4 separate regions of the Mus musculus genome follow, and regions 2, 3 and 4 are each linked to region 1. The links are chromatin contacts, called in public promoter capture Hi-C maps. All regions are on one chromosome and are shown on one strand. Each heading gives the region's core, a stretch centred on a gene start, on an enhancer-like site or on the middle of the called end of the contact. The rest is flanking DNA. Distances are from core to core; before and after follow the strand shown.

Region 1 (5,816 bases), core at 2,036-4,535:
AGAAAATATCTACTTAGCAGCCAAATACTACACAGTGAAAATAACATTTGTACTTAAACATTTAATACTTGCATTTTATAGAAAATAAAAAACAAGTAAAATTAAGTCAATGTCTCACCTCGGAAAGTACGTCTAGCTCTCCTCACTCTTCTGGCTACTGTCTTAAACTTGGTTTGCATACAGTCTTGACTCATCATTTCATCAGCTACCTTGCTGTTTTGTATTTCCACAAATTTCTGTTAACTCTTATGTACTCATACACAAAATAATGTAAACACCCTAAGCTTTAAAAGCAAAGAAGCTTAAGACCCTCACTAGGTACAGACCAATGCTATTCAAGTACTATTAATTAAAAATTAAAGCTAAGAACAAAAGGAAATAGAAACGCTTTTATAATTCTCCCCCTAAAAGTATACCACAACCTCCAAATCATTCAAATTTTGCCATTAGAGTTCCAAAATCTCAATGAACAGAAATTTAGATAGAGGAATTATAAAAAAAGACTGCACCATAAAAAAATATTTCTTATTTCTTAGAGGTTTTTTTTTGTTGCCACATTTCAACTATATGAAACCACTTGTTCCAGCTTTCCTAACACAAAACATTTCCCAAACAAAGACTGTTTATGGTCTCTTAAGAAGCCTTTGTTCCAGGACCCCTCTGTTCAAGAGCTACAACTTCTGGGTTTTCTTTTTGTGGTTCTATCAACAGCAAATACTGGCAAACTCTTCCACACTGACACAGGAGTTTGTTAAACAAAGGAGGAAGCAAGTCCCCTTCACACAAAGGAGGCTCCAAAACAGTTATGTTTGTACATTATTTCTTCCTCTTTACCCCTTCTCCTCTCAGGCTGTAGTATATAGTAGTCTCAATAGAAAATGGTGGCCATCATGTGTGACAATTCAGAATGGGAAAAAGCAAAACAAATGCACAAATCCTAAAGGCTGCCATTAAGCTGCTAGCCCACATGAGGAAATGGGTAGCCAAACCTAACCAAAGCAACTATTTTTCGAAGAAAATAGCTCTATAAAAGGCAAAGTCGGTAAGAAAAAGGACCTACCCAGTCCTAGTGCGCCACAATGCCAACATGGAGGGCAACTCACAGGATCCTAACTCCTCTTAGATTTTGGTTTCTAATAACTTTGTCAAGTTTCCTAATTTCTAGATAAAAATCCCATTAATGCAAGCATGCAACAGTCACATTCATCTTTCCTGGTACATTAAGATAAAGCTAAATCGCTCAATGTTTGAAACGTGGTCCACATTTCAGAATCAAAACCCTAGGTCTAACCAGGCAAGGGTGTAACTTCTGCAGGCCTCTACAGTAAAAGAAACCTTCCATCGCCTCTGTCCATTTCACCAGAAGAAATGAATCTATTTCCAAACATTTCCCCCCATACTAGCTGACCTGGCCAGTTATTTTCTGAGGCATTTCATTTCTGCTTTCAAAGTTGTCCAAGAGCAACTAAAATATGGTATCTGTGTTTTAATTTTTCTTTCGTGGGGGTAGTGAAAGGATAAGGCTTTATTCAGGGATCTCTCGCAAACATCTTTTCTAGAACGTCTACGTACACAATCCCCTAAATCAAAATGCCATTACATAGAGCAAGTTTAAGGGAGAAAGGGGTAAAAGGCGTGGGGGGGGGTCTTTTTCACTTGAGAGCAGGGAAAGATAGAAAATTCTTAAACGGTAGGCAAGGCAGTTAAACCTTTCCAACCGACCCGGCCGGTCCAACGGTCGTTTAGGCCAACTCAGACTCAGGTCATCCCAAAAGGTAGGCGAAAAACCTGGGGTGTCGCAGCGCATCCAGTTCCGGCTGCGGGGGGAGGGGGTACGGGGAGGGGGACGGGGACGGGGAAGGAGTGGGCCGGGCTCTCCGCGGACGTTGCAGCCGTTAGGGCCGTCTTGGGGACACCCCACCCCTCAGAGCCCCCCAAGCTCGAGGCGCTAGAGCCCCCGCCGGGAAGGCCGAGTAGGGAAAGCTAGGGACCAGGATGAAATCTCCAAGAGCTCGTCTGACATCTCCCCTACAAGCACAGCCTCTCCACCTCAGCCCCAGCCAGGCCTCCCCCCCCCCCCCGCGCCGGGAGCAAAGCAGTCCGGCCCCAAGTCCGTGTGGGAGCGTCCGCCAGGACCTGCGAGCATCAGGGCCCCCGCCGCTTGGCCTGCCCCCACCATCCTCAAAGTGTCGTCCCCCCACCCCGACCCTTGCACCCCCACCACCACTCAACCAGCCGCTCCAGACCGGCCCAGCGGCTCCTCCCCTCCCCCAGTAGCGCCGGCCGCCCCCTGGCCCAGCTCGCCCTGGGGACTCCCAGAGGCCGAGGGACCAGGTGGTGGTGGGGGACCCGGGTCCGGAGGGTGGGGCGCTCAGGTGAGGGCAGCTTCGGGCCGACGCCGCCACCACACAAAGGACCAGGGGCTCCCGCCGCCATATTGAAAACTTTCCTCCTCACACGACAACTCGCAAGTCCCCCACCCCCACCCATCACACACCCCCGCACCCCGAGAAGGAGGCGAGGACCAGCCACGGAGCCGTGCGGGCCCAGAGCCCTGCCTCCGCGCCCGCGTCTCAGCCGGGCTCGGGAGGACTCCCCAGCGACCACCCCGGCGGCTGCCAACCACTCCAGCCCGCACCGCTGCCGGGCGGTGCAGCGCACCAGCCCCCGGAGCCGCACCGACCTAGCCCCCTCCGGCCGCCCCGCCGGAGCCCGCGGTCCTCACGGCCCACATCCCACCCGGGACGGGGGCCCCCGCGCCTTCCTCCCACCGCCGCATCTCCGACCCTCGGAGCCACCCCAAACTTGACCGGGCCCGCGGGACGACCGCTCCCCGCCCCCGCGCCTCCGGCCTCCCGGGCCGCGCGTCCTCGCTCCCTCCCCCAGCCGCGAGCAGGATCCGGGGTGCTGGCTGACTCACCGGCGGCGGCCGCACCTTACAGATCCCAGTCTGCTCGGCTATGGGCCGGATCTTGTGGATGAAAGCGAAGGGGTCCGCGAACTCTTCCCAGCTCGGCTCGAAGACCGGACACTCGGGGGGAGGCAGGAACTCTCCCAGCGGGCCCGGGCCCCCGAGGGGCAGCGCCGGGCGCGGGCCTGGGGGCAGCGTGGTGGCCGGCTCCATCACCGCGACCTGGGCAGGGGCGAGCACAGGGCAGGCTCCGCAACCGCGGCAGCGAGCTCCGCTCCGTCCGAAACCCGTGCAGACGCACAGCTCGGGCGACAGGTCCGACTTCTACTAGCAACGGCAACACCTAGGGCTTTTTCAGCCTTCCTCCGACGACGTCTTGCCGCTACCCCACGCAGTGCTCCTCCGCCGCCACGGCGAGGAAAAAAGTCCCTGCTGCCACCCCGAGCCAGGTCTCGCCCCGCCCCCTAGCCGGGAGGGGCAGGGGCCTTCCGCCTGGGATGTTTATCCTTAATGCTTCAGTTAACCTCTGAAGTTTCAGAATTCTTCCTCTCAAGAAGTTAACAGTCTAGTAGGGAGAACAGAGTTACAATCCATCAATCACGTCATATATTTTGGCACGAAAGATTTGCTTAGTAAAACCCGAGAAGCAGAGTACTGAAATTGGAGGATTCTCCAGGTAGAGAAAACACCTTGAACACAAGGAGCAGCAAGGACAGACACATAGAGTAATGAGGAGAGCAATAACTCTTCGAGCACTTGCTTATCCTAGACACTGTGTAAAGTGCAAGTGCTTTTCGGGATTGTTTAGTCTGTGAGGGGATTAAGCATTTGACCAAATCCAACAGTTCAGTCTATTTACTGGAAAGTAGGGTTGTTGCACAGAAATCTACACATATACAAGGTTGGACTTGAGCAAAAGCATCTTGAAATAATCCAATCAAGGAATGATGGGGCCTAAATAAATTCAGCAGCGCTATAGGTTAAAGTGAAATTGTAGGAAATAAAAGTTAGACTAGGACGGGACCAGAAGAATAGCGTACTAAGGGTCTGACAGATGGCATCCCTGGGACAAGCATCCATGAGCATGTTCTAGGGAAGATGTATTCACCCCTGAACAGGCTGAGCCTGAGATGTCTCTGCTACAAAGATTTTCAACAGGCTAAAAGGTACAACAGGTCTGAAGGAAAGAAAGAGATCAGAGTGTTTCAGAGGAAGCAATGGAAGAGCTGAGAGGTTAAGTAACCATGAAATCCAAAGATGGGGGATGGCCCCAGAAAAAGTCAGGTCATAAGTAGAACTTGAACACAAACATAATTTCTTTTTTTTTTTTTTTGTTTTGTTTTTTCGAGACAGGGTTTCTCTGTATAGTCTTGGCTGTCCTGGAACTCACTTTGTAGACCAGGCTGGCCTCGAACTCAGAGATCCACCTGCCTCTGCCTCCCAAGTGCTGGGATTAAAGGCGTGTGCCACCACCGCCCGGCGATTTCTTTAATCTAGAAAGCAACCAAACTCGTGGAAAGACTGCCTGCCACTGTATAAGGAAGGATCAGTGGCTCCACAGCCCTCCCTTCAGAATAGACCATCACTCAGCCTCTGGGTTTAGATTTTAATAGGACTAATGTGACCTAGGCTGGCCTGGAACTCTCTACATAGCCAAAGATGACTCTGATCTCCTGATCATCCTCCTGCCTCTACCTCTTAAACGCTGGGATTACAGATATATCCTATCACACAGAGACCATGGTTCTTCAGCTTAAAAATGGAAAGAGTTAGAAGTTAGATGTGGTGGCGCACACCTTTAATCCTACACAAAGTTCCAGGCCAGCCAGACCTGCATAATGAGCTTCCGCATCAAAGACAGAGAGAGCCGGCTCAGCAGATTAAGGGCATTTGCTTCCGCCTTAGAGGATGTAAACTTAGTTTCCAGATCAATGCCCATCAGCTCCCAACTGCCTCTTCACCCCCAGCCTCAGAGGCTCTGATGTCTCTCCTGGCCCCTACAAGCAACACACACATTTTTTTTATTTTTTTATTATTTTCCTCATTTACATTTCAAATGCTATCCCAAAAGTCCCCTATACCCTCCCCCGCCCTGCTCCCCTACCCACCCACTCCCACTTCTTGGCCCTGGCATTCCCCTGTACTGGGGCATATAAAGTTTGCAAGACCAAGGGGCCTCTTTTCCCAATGATGGCCAACTAGGTCATCTTCTGATATATATGCAGCTAGAGACATGAGCTCTGGGGGTACTGGTTAGTTCATATTGTTCCACCTATAGGGTTGCAGACCCCTTCAGCTCAACACACATTTAAAAAATTTTTTTAAATATAAAAAATACAAAACATTTTTCAGTGAAGGGGAGAAAAGCCCCAGTCTTTAATAAGCTCTATCGAAGTACCTGGCCTCTAAAACAGTTCAGCAATTCTTGAAGAAGGCAAAACTTTTCTTAGCTCTACAGGGATTTGGAGCCTGAATAAGACATATATTGTCTTAAATAATAATAAAATAAGACAATAATATTGTCTTAGACAATAATCTGTTCATTAAAAAAAAATCATTGTAAAATGAGGTGATACAGCAGGTTATAAAATCGTGGGAAACCTAGGGAAGAAGTATAGAATTTACCACATTTTTGAGTCAAGGTTTCACTATGTAGCTCTGACTAGCCTGAAACTCACATATTGGCTGGCTTCTAACTCGGAGGTGCTAGGATTAAAGACGTGTCACCTCACCCAGCTTGACATATTTTTAAACCTTGCTGATTTTTTTTTCCGTGATAATGTATTGAGGGGGAAAAATTGAAATGGGATTGCATACTTGTAGCCAAAGCTGGCCTGGAACTCACAATGAAGCCCAGGCTGACCTCATTCCCAAAGGCTAAGATTTCAGATGACCTGTCATATTG
Region 2 (5,816 bases), core at 1,563-4,062, 1.3 Mb after region 1:
TGACCGTCTACCTGTACTCCCCCACCCCACCCCACCGGCTAGCTGTACCTCTCCCCCCCCCCCGCCCCCACCAGCTACCTGTACCTCCCCCCGGAACTCCCACTCCCACCCCCACCGCTAGCTGTGCCTCCCACCCCCGCCCCCACCCCCACCGGCTAGCTGTACCCCCCCCGCCCCCCTTTACCAGCTCCTACTTTCTTCTGTGATTTGGTTCACTCAGGGCTTGGGCCCAGCTCCTGAATCTCCTCATTCTGTTTTCCCACCCCTTCCTGTGTTTTTAAATGCTTGCCTGTGTGCTGACAATGCCGACATTTATCTCTCGCGCCCAGGATGCCTGAGACCCCACTGCTTGCTTAACCGTCCGTCAGCTTGGTTTTCTCTCTGGCAGTCTGCACGCCACCTGGTCCCAAACAGTGATCAGCCTTCCTTTCTTTATCCCGTGCCTCCAGCATCTCCACTGCCACTGCCTGCCAAGTCCCTCGAGGCGCCCGCCACCCACCCTATCTAATCTGGTATCAGGCAGCTGCTTCCAGAAGCATCCAAAACCCTCCATGCTTCTTCCTTCTTGCCAAGTCACTTCTAGCTATCCTCATCTCTCCCCTCCTCCCTCCCCCACACAGTCTCCATTAGCTTCTAGTTTCCTGCTTGTCACCACTCCTATCCCCAGTCCTCCACATAGAGCTCTAGGACCGAAAGTGTACCAGCTGATCATATAGCATCCTTCTCACTGGAATGAAGCAGGGACCTTTTTCTATACATGCCTTACAGGGCATGTGTATGGGGTGGGGGGTCTCAGACATCTTCCACTTTCTCTCGAGCCCCGCCACTCCTCTTACACCACTGCCTTTGACTTCTTACGATGCCCACGCTTTCTTGCCCCAGGACCTTTGCATATGAGGTTTCCTAGGTGGAACAGTGTCCTTTAAATGCCAGCTCCTCAGGGGAGCCTGTCCCTGTGCTCTGACAACAATCTTGTCACTTCTCCCTCTCACAGGACCAAGCATCATAGGACTTGTCCCAGCCTCTAAGAGCGTATTATCACACTTGAAGGCTAATGAGCTTAATAGCATGTCAGCATGCCCCTGCCTCAGGGCTCTGCTGTTCTTCCTTCTTACCCCCTCAGTTGCAAGGTGGGAATGCAGGGGAAGCAGTTTGGGTGAGGTAAGTCAGGAGATATTTAGGTTGTCACAAGGTATGGGAGGGTCGACTGCTGTCACCTGCTGGGTGGCCAGAGGTACTGCTAAAATTTCACAGTGTCCAGGACAGTTCCCTTAACAGTAACATCTGCACCCAAAGGCTGCGTGAGCTGGGGAGGCTGAGAGCCTGTGCCCTGGGATCTAGGGACTCTTTTGGTTTTAAGCATCAGCTATCTACGTGTTGGTGACTTCCATGTTTCTCTTTCTGGACAAGTCCCTTGGAGTTCAGACCCTTACCCTCTAACTCCCTGCCTGAAGTCTATCCAGGATGTCTGAGACAAGGGCGCCCAGCCCCTTCAGACCTGGCTCCTGCTTCCCACTTCGGCTTCTTTTCTGGGACACTCCCCAGGCACCAGAGAAATATTCTTAACTTTTATCCTTCCATATCTCCACTCCAGAAAATTCCTCCACACAGGCCCACAGGACCACTTCCTATCTCTGTACGGCTCACATCCTGGCCCTGTCTTCTCTCGCCTTGGAAGGGTCTCTTCATTGCTGCTCCATCCTCTACAGTCTACTTTACCTCAGCAGCCAGAATGAGCTTTTCATATGCTCTAACCTTTGCTGTCTACACACTGGTCCAGCATGGGCTAATACAGTGGTCCAGCATAGGCTACCTTTCTGCCTATAATGTTTCAGCCACACCAGTCTCTTGGTTGGGGCTCGCACACCGCAGATGCAATGTCTCAGGACCTTTGTGCTGGCTGTTTCCTCTTCCTGGAACATTCTGCCTCCAGACGGCTGCATAGCCTACCTTCTCACTTCCTGTAGTGCTCTGCATTAATGGCCCTTTGCAACAAAGCCTTCCCTGGACAGAGGATATGAATACCCTCACACGCATTCACATCCTTCAAACTCCACGGCCCCTTTAAGAGTAAAGAGTTTTGTGTTAGGCTGGCTCTTGTTACTATGTGACCTGCTAGGCAGTCACTTCTTAAGGTAATGGCTGCCTTCCCTTGCTAGAAGGTAAGCAGAGGGCATGCCTGCCTTAGTCTTGATATTCCCGTCTGTACTGGCACAGTGCTTGGCACAAAGCAAATGTTACCATAGATTCACTGAGAGAAAGCAGGCTCAGAAGCTAAGCAGCTCAGCCAGTGAGACCTTAGCTCTCCCCTCCCTGTGGACAATCGGCTCCTCCCAGGCCACCTCCTACCTAATTCCCCTAAAGGAAAAGTAGGGATGTTTGGGGTGAGGATACAGACCCAGAGCCACAAAAGACCTTGAGGTTTTGGGGTGATGTCTGAATGGGCAGAGGCATCCAAGTTCTCAGAACTATAGGTGAGATGGGCTTCGGCCTGCTGTGAGTTTGCCTCGGGTGGCCCCACCCTCTACAAGGCAGAGGTCACACCTGCCCCGCCCCGCCCCTGCTGCTTCGAGGATGCCAACAGAGCAGCTTCCAACCGCTGGCTCCAGAGGTCACATCTGTAGGTCCCAGCAGAAGAACCAGGTTGGGAAGAGCGAGTGTTCACTCACCCTAGTGGGGACCCCTCCACAGCCCCACGGGCTCCCGCCAGCCAGGCCACTCACTCTGCCACTCGGTGATGGAGATCATGCTTCAGTCCACGGGGGGGCCTTCCTGGTCAGCTGGCTAGTGGAGAGCCCAGAGGACCGAGCCTGAGCATGTTCCAGGGTGGCTGACCCTTGGCAACAGGGACAGAGCCGCAGGTAAATCATTAACTCTCACCCTCCCACATTCCCCACACAAATGGCTACTTAAAGGTACAGACCTGTTCTGAAACTAACATTCACAAAGTTCTTGCTGGCCCACCTCCTCTGAACAACGTGGGAATGGAAAGGCAAGGGTCTGGGCACAGCTGGTTTTCTCGGAGAGGTGGAATGGCGCCCCGGCCCTTCGGATTTTATTTTTATTTTTTTTAAGACTATCTCTCCTGCCTAGACTGGAACTCACTATGAAGACCAGGCTGGCCTTGAACTCACAGAGATCCACTTGCCTTTGCCACCCCAGTGCTGAGATTCAAGTCATGTGTCACCACACCCAGCTTTAAAATGTGCTGGTTATTTATTTATTTATTTTGGTTTTTCGAGACAGGGTTTCTCTGTGTAGCCCTGGCTGTCCTGGAACTCACTCTGTAGACCAGGCTGGCCTTGAACTCAGAAATCCCACTGTCTCTGCCTCCCAAATGCTGGGATTAAAGGCGTGTGCCACCATGCCCGGCCTATATATTTATTTTGTTGTTTTGTGCTAGCACACGTGAGAGATACTAGGGGCACAGACTCATGAGTAAAACTTATATCAGACCTAAGGGGAGTCAGATTTATATAAACCAAGGGTGTAGGTGTCACGTGGAGTTAGGCAGCAGAGACTTCAAGTTCCTCCCTGTCCCTCATCTCACCCCGCCCCCGCAGTGCCCTGATGGGGTGGTGAGGTTGAGCAGGTGGAGAATTGTTCTCAGGAGAAGACGAGATAGATAGGGAACCTGTGTCGATCCACTGAGTAGCTAGATAGACATGGGCACATCATTCCGTGTTCTGCAAGCCTGGCGAAGAGGCAGATGGGGCCTCAGGGGCCAGCCCAGCACTGAGGACCACTTGCTGCTCCTGCAAGGGAACCCAAGAAAGGCAACCAGGAGTGGATCCCCTGATAGCATCAGACAAAGATAGAGAAACCAGGGTTTATATAAAACTTTAAGTTTAAAGGGTCAGGCCTGAAGGATAAAGGCGCTGTGAAAACTCACATAAAGCTGGAGGGAGGGATCCAACGCCACAGAATTGTCCTCTGACCTCTGCATACAACGGAACATCTTTAAAAATTAAGGGAAAATGTAAAGAGTGGAAAAATACGAAAGTTTTTAGTACTTTTTTTGAGATAAGGTCTCACTACATAGTCCTGGCTGTCCTGAGACTTGATATGTACATGAGGCCGACCTGGAACTCACAAAGATTTTTCTGAACTCTGCCTTCTGAGTGCTGGAATTACAGCATGTGCCACCATGCCTGGCTTATCATTATTCATTTTAATTATATGTATGCATGTGTGTGTGTGCACGTGCATGTGTGTGTGTGTGTGTGTGTGCAGGTACCTGTTGAACAGGAAGCTTTAGAGCTGAAGTTAGAGGTGTTGTGAGTTGTCTGACGTGGGTGCTGGAAACCAAATTCAGGTTGCGACCCTTTAATACAGCTGCTCATGTTGTGGTGAACCCCCAACCATAAAATTGTTTTGTTGGTACTTCATAACTGTTGGTTTGCTACTGTTAGGAATTGTAATGTAAATATGTGACATTCAGTATATCTGATGACCTGAGGGGGTCATGGCCCACAGGTTGATATCTGATATTTGGGATATCTGATGTATGACCCCTGAGGGGGTCATGGCCCACAGGTTGAGAGCCACTGGCTTGAGAACTCTCTTCAATGATTCTGGGGTGCTCTGCTCACCTTGGGCAGATGCTTTGCAACCAGTGTCTTTGTTTTTCAGCAACACAGTCTGACAACACTGAAAGAACTCTCGATTGCAGGAACTGTTATAAACTGCTATAATAATAATAATAATAATAATAATAATAATAATATGTGTTGCCAGTACACATATTATTTGATAATTTCGAGACTATGTCACAGTCCATTGAAGTTTCTTCACAATAATCTCACAGAGGTGCTTATGAAACTTATTCTAAAAAGCTTAAAACCCCACACAAACATTTTAGTAGTATGATGAATTGACATTGAATAAGCTTATATGAGAAGCGCTTTTTAGCTCAGGCATTGACACTCTAAAGAGCTTTGCCGAGGACCAAGGCAAGTCTTATTTTGGATGTTTGTGCTGCTCAGTGCAACAACGAAAAAGCTAGCCAGGGATTTGCTGTCCATGCTTGAACCAGCTAAAGGCTCTCTTGCAAATCTTCTAAACACCCACTAGGGGGCAGTACGACAGCCATTAAAACCGGAAAGCTCTAATGTCATGCATGAGACCTTAGGGTTTCTATTTAAAATTTCTGTACCTCAGTTTCTTAGCTAAGAATAGTACCTACCACACTGGGGCGGCGGGCATTACTGAGAAGCATATACCAGTGCATTGATCTGGGCACCCTGATTAATCATATAAGCACTAATGAGATAGTTATTGCTATTAACATTCTAGTATAGTTATATAAATTACTATCGTTGTTATTAGTCTTCTATTAATAGGCTGTTATATCTAAAAATTATGCTTTTAAACTGCTCCCAAAAGATATCAAATATCAGCTAGGAATACTCTTTTCCATCACTTCCAATGTAGCCCACCCAGGAGCAGGGACAAGAGACCTCTGAAGTGGACACTCCTGGTCTGATTTTCTAGCCACAGGAGCTGGGAGTCCACCATCCACCCTCCTGGGGAGGGACCTCCACAAGGCCAACCCGAGGAAGGAGTCTGGCCATAGAACAGCCAGACTGAACCTCAGCCTGTGGCTGCTTTCTCAACTGGCCACCATGGGAAAGAGTGATGCATGTTGTGAGCAGGAGGGGGCGCCCTAGAGGCGGCCTGGCTGGCCAGCAAGTCTTCCAGCAAAGCCTTAGCTAGAAAAGGAAGAAGCTAATTAAACATTCATCCTTCCAACCATCATGCCTGGCTCATGTCACCGTTACACTCTGCCATGATTGTAAATGAATTCAACTTTTCAA
Region 3 (5,816 bases), core at 1,191-3,690, 1.1 Mb after region 1:
TGGTGTGGTCATAAGAAAGACCTAGCATCCTTCATTAGTTTCCTCCCTCCACTTACTGTCTCTAGCTGCCCACCCCCCACATCTAAAATGATGCCAAGGATACTGGTGCCACAAAGTCAGTAAGGTGGCACCAGACATTTTATGGGAAAACAGTGCCATGTCAGCAGCAGACACTTCATAGCTTAATTTGGTGGCAGTGACTGGGAGGGCTGTGTTAGAAATGAACTGCCAGGCGGTGAGTGATGGAGACAGGAGCATGCACTTCTAGGCTCCCTGTTGTTGTTTTTAGAGATGCCAAGGTTTTTATTTTGTCTTAACTTATTATGCTGTTATTATTGTTGATGATGATGATGACAGTGTCTCACTATGTAGATCAGGCTACTTCCAAACTCATAGAGATCTACCTGCCTCTGCTTCCTGAGGCTGGGGTTAAAGGAGAGTAACTGCACACCCAGTTCAAACTCCATTCTTGTCTGTCTCCATCTGCTGTAGCTAATGGCAGGGACAGGGAGGGGCCCACAGAGAAGTGCACCACTGAAGCTGACCAGGGGCCAGAGGGAAACCACAAGATATGGGTGCACAGACATGCTGTCTGGGAGGAGAGAAAGAAGGTGGCCCTTGGATAATTCTTTCCTGGCTTCTGAAATGATCCCACCCAGTCTCCCTAAAACCATACCCTCAACAGTTACCATTGGCCTTTCCCATCTGCTTTCCCACACTCTAGCCCTACCTTGGCTCAGGTCTTCATCCTTCCTTCTGAAGCTCCTCATTGGCCAACCTCTGTACCTCAGCTACACTGATTGCACCAGAGCCCTGCTTAGAACCCCTTTCTTTGTAAAGAGCTAACTGATAAACACGAATGTATTATGGGCCTCCTCTTTGCCAAGTCCCATCTAGACACATAGGATCTAACCATGAACAAGAGGCACATCCCTCCCTGTCCCAAAGAGTTTACCATCTCAATGTCACAGTGTAGACAGGCAAATGACCTGTGGGGTTCTCAGAGCCCATGGATGGAGCTCCTGGCCATGATTTGATCCTCAAAGATTGCCTGAGAAGCTGGTACCAGACAGAGACCCAAAAGACAGAAGACTATGGAAGAGTTGTCACCCAGGCAGGGAAGCAGGGACTGATGAAATGCATGCATCCTGTGGAAGCTTCCTGCTTGGCCACCACTCGAGAGGGAGAGGGTCATACAGTCCCACAATGGGCGTTCCTTCAACCAGCCCTGCTCCCACAGGTCTTCAAGACGTACTTCAAACTGTGGCCTTTCTAAGGAGACTCTGATCCAAGTCCCCATAGCTTAGCATCCTTGGTAGACCCTATGGCTCTAGCACTTTGTAGAATTAGAGTCTTCACAACATGGGAATCCAGAAAGGGCTGCCACTGTGTCATTCATCTTGGTGATCCCTGGCATCTGCTTGGGTCAGGTTTGGTGTAGACATTTAATAGATGGGCCGAATGAGGAGAAACCCTTCTTCAAACAAACCTTCCTCCTAAACGGGGCAGGAAGAAAGGAAGGACTTGTTGGAGAAATTCTAAAAAGGACAGGGCTAGGGAGTGGCTAGACATTAGGAAGCTGTCAGAGATCTGATCGCATCAAAGCAGGTCTCTCCTTGCCCTCAGGTTGGTTTCAAATTGAGATCCTCCTGCCTCAGCTTCCCAGGTATTATAGGCATGAGCCACTCCCAGCTCCAAGGGCAGTTCTCAAGGAGCATGCCTTTAATCCTAGCACCCTGGAGGCAGAGCCAAGCAGGTTTCTGTGAGTTCGAGGCCAGTCTGATTTACCAGTGAGAAAAATAAAGTTCAATCTCGGGTCTCTGGAGGAGGCTGTGAACTGGACTTGTTAAAAGGAATGAAAATTCCCCATAGTAACTCTCAAACCTGGGTCGAGGGGACTAGGCAGAATTCACCTTCCTCCCCCTATTTTCTCTATCCAGTGGGTCACTACATCTCCACAGGTCTCACTCTGGAGAACCTCTGCTGTCCCCTTCCCAGCACAGGTCTCCAGCTGTTGAGGCCTGGCTGGACCAGCTGCTGGGAGGAGGAGGAGGAGGAGGAGGAGGAGGAGGAGGAGGAGGAGGAGGAGGAGGAGGAGGAGGAGGAGGAGGAGGAGGAGGAAGCTCTGTCCCTCCCTCCTCCATCTCCACACCCTCCCTCCTCCCCCGCCCGCTCGCGCCCTCCCTCCCTCCCTCCCTCTTTCTCCTCGGAGGCTGTCGGAGTGGCTTTCGCAGAAGCGAGCGGCGAGCGCCCTGCTCCAGTCCCGCCTGGGAACTGAAGTGTACGAGCGCGGCTCCTGGAAGCCGAGCTCCGGAGCGGCCGGCGGAGGTCGAAGGCCGAGGCGGCGCGCTCAGCTTCGGAGGCCCTGGCTTTGGACCCAGCGGGCTCGGAGCTGCGCGGAGGAGCAGAGCGCACTGCCCGCCGGCCTGGCGGGCGCAGCGGCCGCGAGTCCGGGAGCCGGACTGCGGAAGGGAACACGGCGGCGGCCAGCCGGGGGCAGAGGGCAGAGTGCCGAGCGGCCTGGCTCGGAGGAGGGCGCCGCCCGACCCGTCCTCAGCTCGGCGACCGTGGCCAGCGGAGCCCGGCGGGCCGCGGGTCCTGAGCGCTTCCAGCCCACGGCGGGGGGCGTGCCTCCGCCCGGCCGCGCCGCCCCGGCCCGCTGCCCGCCGCGTTGCCGGGGCATGTGAGCGGGAAGGCCAGGCTGCTGGCTGCCGGGACGCACTGAGCAGAAGCCGGAGCGCGGAGTTGCGACCCCGGGCCCGCGCCCGACCGATTAGTAAGTGCGCCCCTTCGCGCCGCGCGCCCCATCACCCCAGCCTCGCGAAGTTTGACACGCGCGCCCCCGCGTTCCTAGGGACACGCTGGCTCTCTGCCGCGCGACTTTCCATCTTGGGCAAAGTTTTTGCCAGGCGGAGCCGATCCTACCAGACCCCTCACAACGCCGGCCGGTGGCGCCGCGCTGATCCCGCGTCCTTTTGGAGGGCAGTGGCTACAGGCCGTTGGGGGTGGCGTGCGCGCGCCACGCGAGCCGGGCTTCGGGGGTCCTCTACCCGCCCGCCCTTTGCGACCCGCCGGCCTTAGGTCTTTCGCCCCAGCCTGACCAACGCTCCCAGTTTAAGCACTCCCAGCCTGAGCTTAGATGTCCCCGTGCGAGCCCCACGTGGGGCTCGGGTACCCGCAACGCGGAGCTCCGGTCCCGGGGTGCATTGGGCAGCCGGGGTTCAGCGCGCGCCCTTCCCACGGCTCCGGTTCATTCCCCGCGGACCAGCCGGGCGCCGCCTCCCATTTTTTCAGCCCTTGCTGCTCTTCACTCCAGCCTGCCCCTTGCCACCCCTGCGTCCCACGGTGGAGTGTCGGAGAAGCGCCTTTCAGCCCCTTTCACTGTAGAAATAAATTGATCACAGGACTGATGGGATGGGGGTGGGGGGTGGTCGCGTAGTCCCAGCGGTTCGCCATTGTTTTCCCATCCCACGTTCGGTACGTAAACACACACTCACGCGAGTGTGTGTGTGTGTGCGTGCGTGTGTTTGCACGCGCCAGCTGCGGCTGCTCAGATTCCCCAGGAGCTCTAGGGTCGCCCGCGGGATCTCCCCGCAACCAACCTACATGTCCTGGCAGGAGGTGCCTCATTACTTGAAGCTGGGGGGGGAAAGGCACGGAGAGTGGGAGCTGTCCCAGAGTCCTTGGCGAGGCCGGGGGTCCGGCTTGGGCTGGACGTGAATTTTGAACTTCAGCCTTGGATCATTCCGGGAGGACCCCGGGCGCTTGAGCGGTGGCTCTAGCCTGGGAGGGTCCCCAGCAGCTGGCGCTCTTGGCAGCATCTCCGTGACAAGAGCTTAGAGGAAACTGAGGAGTTTTCCTGGGAAGTTTGCTTTAGCTCTGTGGGAATTTCCGGGCCCGGCGCCTTAGCGCTGGCGCTGGCAGAGGGGTCTGACCTAAGGCAGTCAGTCAGTGATGCTGCCACTCCGAGCAAGGTTCCCAGAGACCCTGTTTCCAACTTCTTGATGCGGTAGGAAGTCCCTCACTGTGTGCTAGATTCAACACACTTGGGTCTTGTTCTTGACCGAGATGGGTCGCTTGATCCTGGCGATGTCCAAACATCGCCTGTACTTTCTCAGTTTAAAAAAAGGGCGGATCTGTGCTTCTATCTTTGAAGCTGGTGTATGTTGATGGTTTGAAGGATGCTGGTTTGGAAGGCCTGTACCACGGAACGCCAGATAGCCTTGTAGTTAGAACCAGGAAGCTAAGCTGGAGTTGTACAGTAGTGCAGCCGCTGGTGGTGCCACCGAAGGCAATTTGACCCACCTCCCTTGCTCAGGTTACTTATCTGTATAGTGAGGTTAAATTCTGACAGTGGCCACCTCGTGGGGGTGGTCTTAAGGATGAAAAGTCTAAAGGCAATCTCAGCGCCATGCGGCACAAAGTAAATAAATGCTCGGCAACTGTTAGCTTTTGTTGTCGGGATGTAACTTAGTGGAAGAGCTCTAGCTCAACATGCAGGAAATCTTGGGTACTGTATTCAGTGTGTGCATTTGGGAAGTTAGCTGTTGTTTCTTATTACTAATCATATTTACGTCTATTATTGTTGTTACTATTAGTTTGTTTTCCAATACAGGGTCTCTGCGTAGCTCTGGCCGCTCTGGGACTTGTTTTGTAGACCAGGCTGGCCTCGAACTCAGATTCTTCTGCCTCTGTCTCCTGAGTGCTGGGATTAAAGGCACAGACACCATGCCCAGCTAGCTATTGTCCTTACTGTAATAACAGTATTATCAAGCCCAGGGCCTAGTTCATACTGGGGAAGTGACTACCACGGAGCAGTATCTCCAACCTGGGCCATTATAATTTAAAGGACCGTGTATAGAGCCCACAATCTTTGTGATTGTGTCCGTTTGATCGATTTTAGTAATTATCACTTATGGGGAGGAAGTGACCTCACTCTCCTTCCTACCTCTTCTGGATTCTGATCTACCCAAACTTACCTTCTTGTTACTTACCTGCTTCAACCTTTTTGAGTACTTTTTTCCTTCCTTCTTCCCTTCCTTCTTTCCTCTTAAAAATTAATCTTCACACCATGTAGCATTCTCCCTGGAAACAGCCCCAGGAAGGAAATGTCTTTGAAAGGGTATTCCCTGGACACCCTGGTCTGTGCTGCAGACCCAGGATTGGATGTGCATTTGTGTCTCAGAGAACTGGGTGGATTTTCACTAAGAGGATCCCAGGTGTCTGGGGCTCAGGGGAAGTCAGGTGGGCCAGGCAGACTGCCTGCCCTAGAGGGTTCTGTTCCCAGGGTAGGATCTGTTTCCTGTTGCTGGGGCTCACTTGAGAACCTAGCCTAGCTAGCCTGGCTGCCAAGCATACTGCATCTGAGACTTAGATAAATGAGAGCTGTCACCTCCAACTTTACAGTGACAGTTGGAGAGGCTACTCGGAATGTAGGGGAGACACAGGTTCTTGTCTTTATTGCGGCATAGCACAGGGAGGGGAGATCCAGGGGCACCCCTTTCTTCCTTCCCTGACCTTCTGACCCTTACCAGGCATGGGGGCTGGGGGTGGGTGGCCAGTGTGGGAAAACTTGGTGTTGGGAAGGTCCTGCAAGTAGGCGGTTTGCAGATGCAAAGTTTAAAACATCTGCTTCATTCCTTAACAGAAACTTGTGGAAGGAATATGCCAATCTCCTGCCGGGCCTGGGCTAGACAGTGTGATAGTAGGTGGACAAGTGGATTGCCTACCTGTTGTAGAGCGGCTGCTTTCTAATGGGGGTCCCGACCATTAGAGTACCAGACCATGAGAAAAAATACCCAATGTGGGGAGGTAGA
Region 4 (5,816 bases), core at 2,396-4,895, 1.0 Mb before region 1:
GTTACATCCTTTTCAGTCACAGGAGTGTGACAATGTAAAGTCCCCACAGCGTGCCTTTCCTTGGCGCTGTGCCTACATCTTCCTTCCTTACACTGCTTCAAACTATCAGTCAATAAGACATGGTTGAATCGCACATCCTAATTCCAGTACCAAAATGGGCGTGTCAAGCTTGCTATAAGAGTGCTAGGGACTGAAGATATAAATGATTCCAAACCAGCCTCTTTCCCCACCTTCCCAGTAGGAACTGGCAGGAGCCAGCTCTCAGGTCACTGACATCATCAGCACCCTCTGTCTGCCCAGCTCACTCCCCCCCACCCAATCTTGCAGTCCTTTGAGGATCATTGGTCTCTATGCAACAAACCATTTGAGACCTGGCATTTTCACAGGGTGGCAAAGGAGGAAATGGCTGAGGCTGAGGGGCTCAGGGCTGATCTTGAAACAGTATGACATGGCAGAACCCTCTCTTTTTAGGAATCACTGGAGGAAATGCTCTGTACATCTCGGCTTTATCGACAGATGCCAGAATGGCTGTTGCCACGGCAGCAGAGCATCCTCCCTCCAGAAGAGGACGGTTGGGAAACACTGGGGATGTGAAAAGAATAGGAAAGAGTGAGACAGAGGTGTGCTAGGGAGCCTTGGAGTATTCCAAGATGCCAGGCTGGTGTGTAAGGGACCGCTACCTGGCCCCGGGAAGATTCTATAAAGACAGGAGGAAGACGGCTCTCAAGGATCCTGGCAGTGAGGCAATTTGTGACATTGTGCATAGACAGTATTTTACATCTCAGAAACCGACAGGTGACGTGCTGTGGGGGAGGGAGAGGGACCCCAGGCTTAGAAGGTAGAAAGGGGTGGGGCCTCTATTCTGGTGAGAACAGCTACCAACCTGATTTCAGTCCAAAGTCTTTCATCTGGTCTGTCCTCTTCTAAAGAGAAGCAGAATTTCAGGGGCTGTTTACTGGACGAAGGGGAGGGACTTGAGATTTGGGGAATACGGAATCCCGTGAGAGACAGGCTAGAGGAACAAAGAGGGTACAGAGAAGAGGAAGACCTGAGCTGACACAGTGAGGGAGTGAGACACCGTGGCGGAAGGAAGGTCAGGTCCCAGGGGCAGTGGGCATCCGGAGCAAAGGAAATGCGGATGGACAGAAGGACTCATGGAATTGGGCCTCACAAAGTGCTGAAGGCCTCCCTACAGATATGGCCATCAGAGGGGAAGGATCAGGTTCAGCCAGGGGTATTGGCTGCAGCAGTAGGCATGAGTGAATGGACATGGGGTTGTTTAGTCAGGATGTTAACTAGAGGAGAAGAATCTATATGCTGGGGGCGGGGTGGGGGACGGGGGACTATCAATAACAACCAAGAACTTGGTCAATCCACCCACCTGCCCCCTTTGATTTTCAAATTGCATTTTTTAGAGACAGCAGCATCCCCGTGTGATGGAGTCAGGGAAATATTATGTAAATTACAGAATGGCGGATAAATAAGAATGAGAACTTTTAAAATGATTTTTTTCCCCACAATCCTAGCACTCAGGGGGCTGAAGCAGGAGGATTCCCAAGGCCCAGTGGTTTGTGACACTATTACAAGTCATCTGTGGGATCAGAGACATTCCAGCTCTTACTTGAACTAGGAGCTTATGTTCAGGCACAAGCATGAGTGCTTGTGTGTCCTGTGACAGCTCATAGTCTAGCTGGAGAGTCCCCAACAGTCCTCTGACAAGCTTCAAATCTCTGTGTCCTATATGGACTTGCAGGCTTGGCTCCACCTCTGAGTTTCCCAAGATCTGGACTTAGGGCCTTTGAGGGCACTCTGCCTGGTGAATCTCAACACCCAGACCTCTGCCTGCACTGTGAGGCAGCACCTCTTGCCACTGCTGTAACTAGAACACAACATATCCATGCCTGTCTTCCTGAGATAAGTGTGTGACATTGCATTTTTCACAAGGACAAAGTTATCTCCCTGAGTCTTGGGTTGTCTGCCTTGTATCCCTGTCAGGCATTAAGTTCTTTAAGGGTAGACTCTCTCCATCTTTCTCTGGATCTCCAAGGTCAGCTAAAAGTTCACAGTTCACCTCTCTGCCCAATAACCCCATTTCTAGCACTGTACTAGATACAGCCTCTCTGCTACAGTCCCTGTCCTAGAAAGGTTCATAGAATCTCAATCCAGCCCTGGGGTCATCATGGAAGTTAAAGTACCCAGGGCTCTGGTCAGTACCCTTGGCTCTGGCCAGCACCCAGTGTCCAGCCATCTGGCCTCAGAGCCTGAGTCATTAATACCTACTCTGGGCTAGCATGGTACTTGGAGAGCTCCTATGCTGATAGAACAAACATATCCAGGATCTCTTCAGTTGGTTCTGCAGCTGGGCAGTGGTGGCGCACGCTTTTAATCCCAGCACTCGGGAGGCAGAGTCAGGCAGATTTCTGAGTTCGAGGCCAGCCTGGTCTACAGAGTGAGTTCCAGGACAGCCAGGGCTACACAGAGAAATCCCGCCTCCAAAAACAAAAAACAAAACAAAACAAAAAATGCTCTGCCAAGGGACCTATGCTAACTCTCCTGTGTCCTTAGTGTCCCAAAGCCCCTTTTCCTAGGAAGCTAGGATTAAAACCATTGTAAGAGCAACAGAGGTTCAATGACTTTGACAAGGTCATGTGATCAAGTGGAATGGTGACTCGGACTCCTGCACCCAACAGTTAGCCGCTTCAACCCCTCAGGTCCCTGTCCCTGTCAACCCTAGGCACTGTCTAAAGCAGCCTGTTCTGTCCTGTGTCCCTTACCTTCTGGGTTTAGGAGGGCAAAATACACCATAGAGACTAAAGGTAACTAAAGGTAAAGAATTTCTGAGGGAAACCAAAGGTAACGGTTTGTGAGAGCTTCCCTCAGGCTCTGCCAGTTTCTACCCAAGACCTACAGGGCCACTCTTTCTCCTGGGTCAAAGACACCCTTTCCCAGGACCTTTACCTGTACCCCTAAGTCTCCCTTCCTCCACTCATGCTTTTTTCCAGATGCAGCAGGGAACCTTCTACCCCATCTCTCTGTAGAAAGCAAGGAGAAAAACTGGTGGGATCCTCTCTGTGCCCCCGGGGCTCAGCTCACAGACACCTCCCCCTCCCGAGCCAGAAATAGACACACTCTCTCCCCTACCTCCCTCCCCTTGCGCACACTCCACCCCTCCTCCTGTTTGCTCCCCGCCTTCCCCCTCCCCTCTTTCTCGCTGGGAGCTGCAGCCCGCAGCCTCTCCACGAGCTGGAAGGAGGAGTAGAGAGAGGGCGCTGCCCCGGAGTGTGCAGCCCGCAGCACGGATCGGCTAGCCGGGGGACAGAGACAAGATCCCAGCATCACAACACGACCTGGCTTCGATGGAGCCGCTGGTCTTCTATCGTTCCTTTGACTGATTTAAATTTTTTAATTTATATTCTCCCCGCCCCGCCCCTTTTCCTTCGACCCCGCCCCATCAACCCGCTATTTCCTTGCCTTTTCCTCTTCCCCGGCTTCCTTCTCCGCATTTCTTTCCCTTTCGCCCTCCGCTCGCCCCCTTGCTCCCTCCCCTTCCTCTCCCCTTCCTCCGCGGTTTCTTCCGTCCTCCCCCCCATTCCGCCCCCTCCTCTCCCGGCACTACCGCCCCCTCCCCCGCCCCGTGCCTGCAGACGCGCGGATCGTCCATGCGCTCCTCGCAGGCAGAATGCTGGGCAGCAGCGTCAAGAGCGTGCAGCCCGAGGTGGAGCTGAGCGGCGGCAGCGGCAGCGGCGGCGACGAGGGCGCGGACGAGTCTCGGGGAGCCAGCAGAAAGGCAGCCGCGGCGGACGGCAGAGGCATGCTGCCCAAGCGCGCCAAGGCGGCAGGAGGCAGTGGCAGTATGGCCAAGGCCAGTGCAGCGGAGCTGAAGGTCTTCAAGTCCGGCAGCGTGGACAGTCGTGTCCCCGGCGGGCTGCCTACCTCCAACCTGCGCAAACAGAAGTCGCTCACCAACCTCTCGTTTCTCACGGACTCCGAGAAAAAGCTGCAGCTGTATGAGCCTGAGTGGAGTGATGATATGGCCAAAGCACCCAAGGGTTTGGGCAAACTGGGGCCCAAGGGCCGCGAGACTCCTCTGATGTCCAAGACGCTGTCCAAGTCTGAGCATTCGCTCTTCCAACCCAAAGGTGGCTCAACCGGCGGCGCCAAGACCCCACTGGCTCCGCTAGCGCCCAGCCTAGGCAAACCTAGCCGGATTCCTCGGGGACCCTATGCGGAGGTCAAGCCTCTCAGCAAGGCGCCTGAGGCAGCGGTAAGCGATGATGGCAAATCGGATGACGAACTGCTTTCCAGCAAGGCTAAAGCGCAAAAGGGCTCAGGGACTGTGCCCTCTGCCAAGGGCCAGGAGGAGCGGGCCTTCCTCAAGGTGGACCCCGAGCTTGTGGTTACCGTGCTGGGCGACCTAGAACAGCTACTCTTCAGCCAGATGCTAGGTAAGACTTGCTGCCCCGCCCCACCCCGCCCCTGGTTTTCTCCTGGCCAGCTGCAGGAAGAGGTTTGCTTTCCCCCTTTCTCCCTTCTATACCGATCACTGGCCAGGTTAGGAGGGGTATTACTGCCCAGATGTGCAGAGCTGGCCTACCTCCAGCTGTGTCTGGCTAACGTGTGTCTTAAAGATGTCGCTGATGGGAGCCTGGGCTCTGCTGTGGCTTGTTGGAAGTGAGGGTGGACAATGGAGACGGGGGACTTGGGGGGCTCAGAAATCATTAGCTCCCTTGAATTTTAAGGTCCAGAGTCCTAATATGGCAAACCACAGTGAGGTTGGTAGAAACACCAGCTGAGGAGTAGTCTGCGCTGAATAACACAGCATCCAGCATTGCTAGGGAAGCCTAGGGTAGGAGATCTAGAGCAAAGATGTGGGGAAAGCAGATGTGAGGGCTAGTTGGTCCTTGGAGCAGGGCTGAGGCTCCACTTCCTCTGTGAATCCCGGGTGGGAGCTTGAGTCGGATTTCCCCGGGTGTGGGGGACCTGGCAGCAAGAAGTGTCTGGGGCCAGGGAGGCGGGCGGGCAGCCAGCTGTGCGCATCTGGATACACGTCCGTTCCCCCAGCCCCAAGCAGTCACCCCATCCCCCTAAATGTTTTAGGGAAAGGTCTGGGATTTTGCAAGGAGACTCCCGAGAAGCCTTTGCCCTTTGGCTAATGAAAGCCAAGCTGGCGGGAAGAGAGAAACAAAGCTTGCTCGGCGGAGGAAGCCAGAGAGCTGCTCCATTGTTCTCCAAGCCTGAACAGTCCGAGGAAAAAATCCCGAGCCAGCCCGGGAACCGTGTTTTCTTTCTGTGGAGTCCCTGTTCTCAGACAAGGATACATGGAAGATGTGCCTAAGGAGGCGGCTGTGCCTTGGTAGCCCGCACCAGCAGTACAAGAGCTGCGGGAGATCGGCTGCTAGCCACCTTAAGTGCACAGACTTGTTGCAGTGAATGTGGGTCCTCAGGCATCAGAGCCCAGGGACCCCATCTTCCTGGGTACCTTGTAGTCTGGTACCGGCTCTGCTGGGGGCTGGGAAGGGGCGTGTCGTGAGCGTGTGAAAGGGCGGGGCCAAGAGGAGGGTGGCGGTCTAAGTGACCAGATTGATGGAGAGAGAAGCTAGGGCTGGCCCAAGGCCCCTGGAGAATGCTGAAGGAAACCTGTTCAGCCTGCTGCAGTCTTCCTGAGACCTCCCCGCCTGTGGGGTGGTGAGGGTCTGGTGAACAAGGATTCTGCCTCTGACACAGATGGCTCGTGCAGACTGGACAAGGGCAAAGGGAGGAAAACAGCCTTGTGCCTTTCGGCTCCTCCCCAAATTCGATTTGAGAGTGGAAAGGAG

Evidence for each region. Promoter capture Hi-C pulls out the DNA fragments that hold promoters and counts their contacts.
Region 2: a contact with region 1 is called in a promoter capture Hi-C map of liver, with 3 times the contacts expected there. The contact joins the promoter of Golt1a here to the promoter of Kdm5b in region 1. A contact is called at or near these places in 2 of 39 promoter capture datasets (the C10 cell line and liver).
Region 3: a promoter capture Hi-C map of liver shows a contact between it and region 1, with 2.1 times the contacts expected there. The contact joins the promoter of Sox13 here to the promoter of Kdm5b in region 1.
Region 4: a contact with region 1 is called in a promoter capture Hi-C map of neural stem cells. The contact joins the promoter of Nav1 here to the promoter of Kdm5b in region 1. A contact is called at or near these places in 2 of 39 promoter capture datasets (cranial neural crest and neural stem cells).

Annotation. Positions count from the first base shown.
Region 1 is chr1:134,557,647-134,563,462 of GRCm38.p6, reverse strand. It overlaps Kdm5b (lysine (K)-specific demethylase 5B), which reads right to left and starts at 3,285. Exons shown (of 27, transcript NM_152895.2): 1 at 2,921-3,285. The coding sequence starts at 3,124. It also overlaps a transcript of Mgat4e not described here.
Region 2 is chr1:133,306,819-133,312,634 of GRCm38.p6, reverse strand. Golt1a (golgi transport 1A) reads right to left here and starts at 2,812. Exons shown (of 5, transcript NM_026680.4): 1 at 2,724-2,812. The coding sequence starts at 2,748.
Region 3 is chr1:133,420,836-133,426,651 of GRCm38.p6, reverse strand. Sox13 (SRY (sex determining region Y)-box 13) reads left to right here and starts at 2,440. Exons shown (of 14, transcript NM_011439.2): 1 at 2,440-2,776.
Region 4 is chr1:135,583,184-135,588,999 of GRCm38.p6, reverse strand. Nav1 (neuron navigator 1) reads left to right here and starts at 3,645. Exons shown (of 30, transcript NM_173437.2): 1 at 3,645-4,445. The coding sequence starts at 3,680.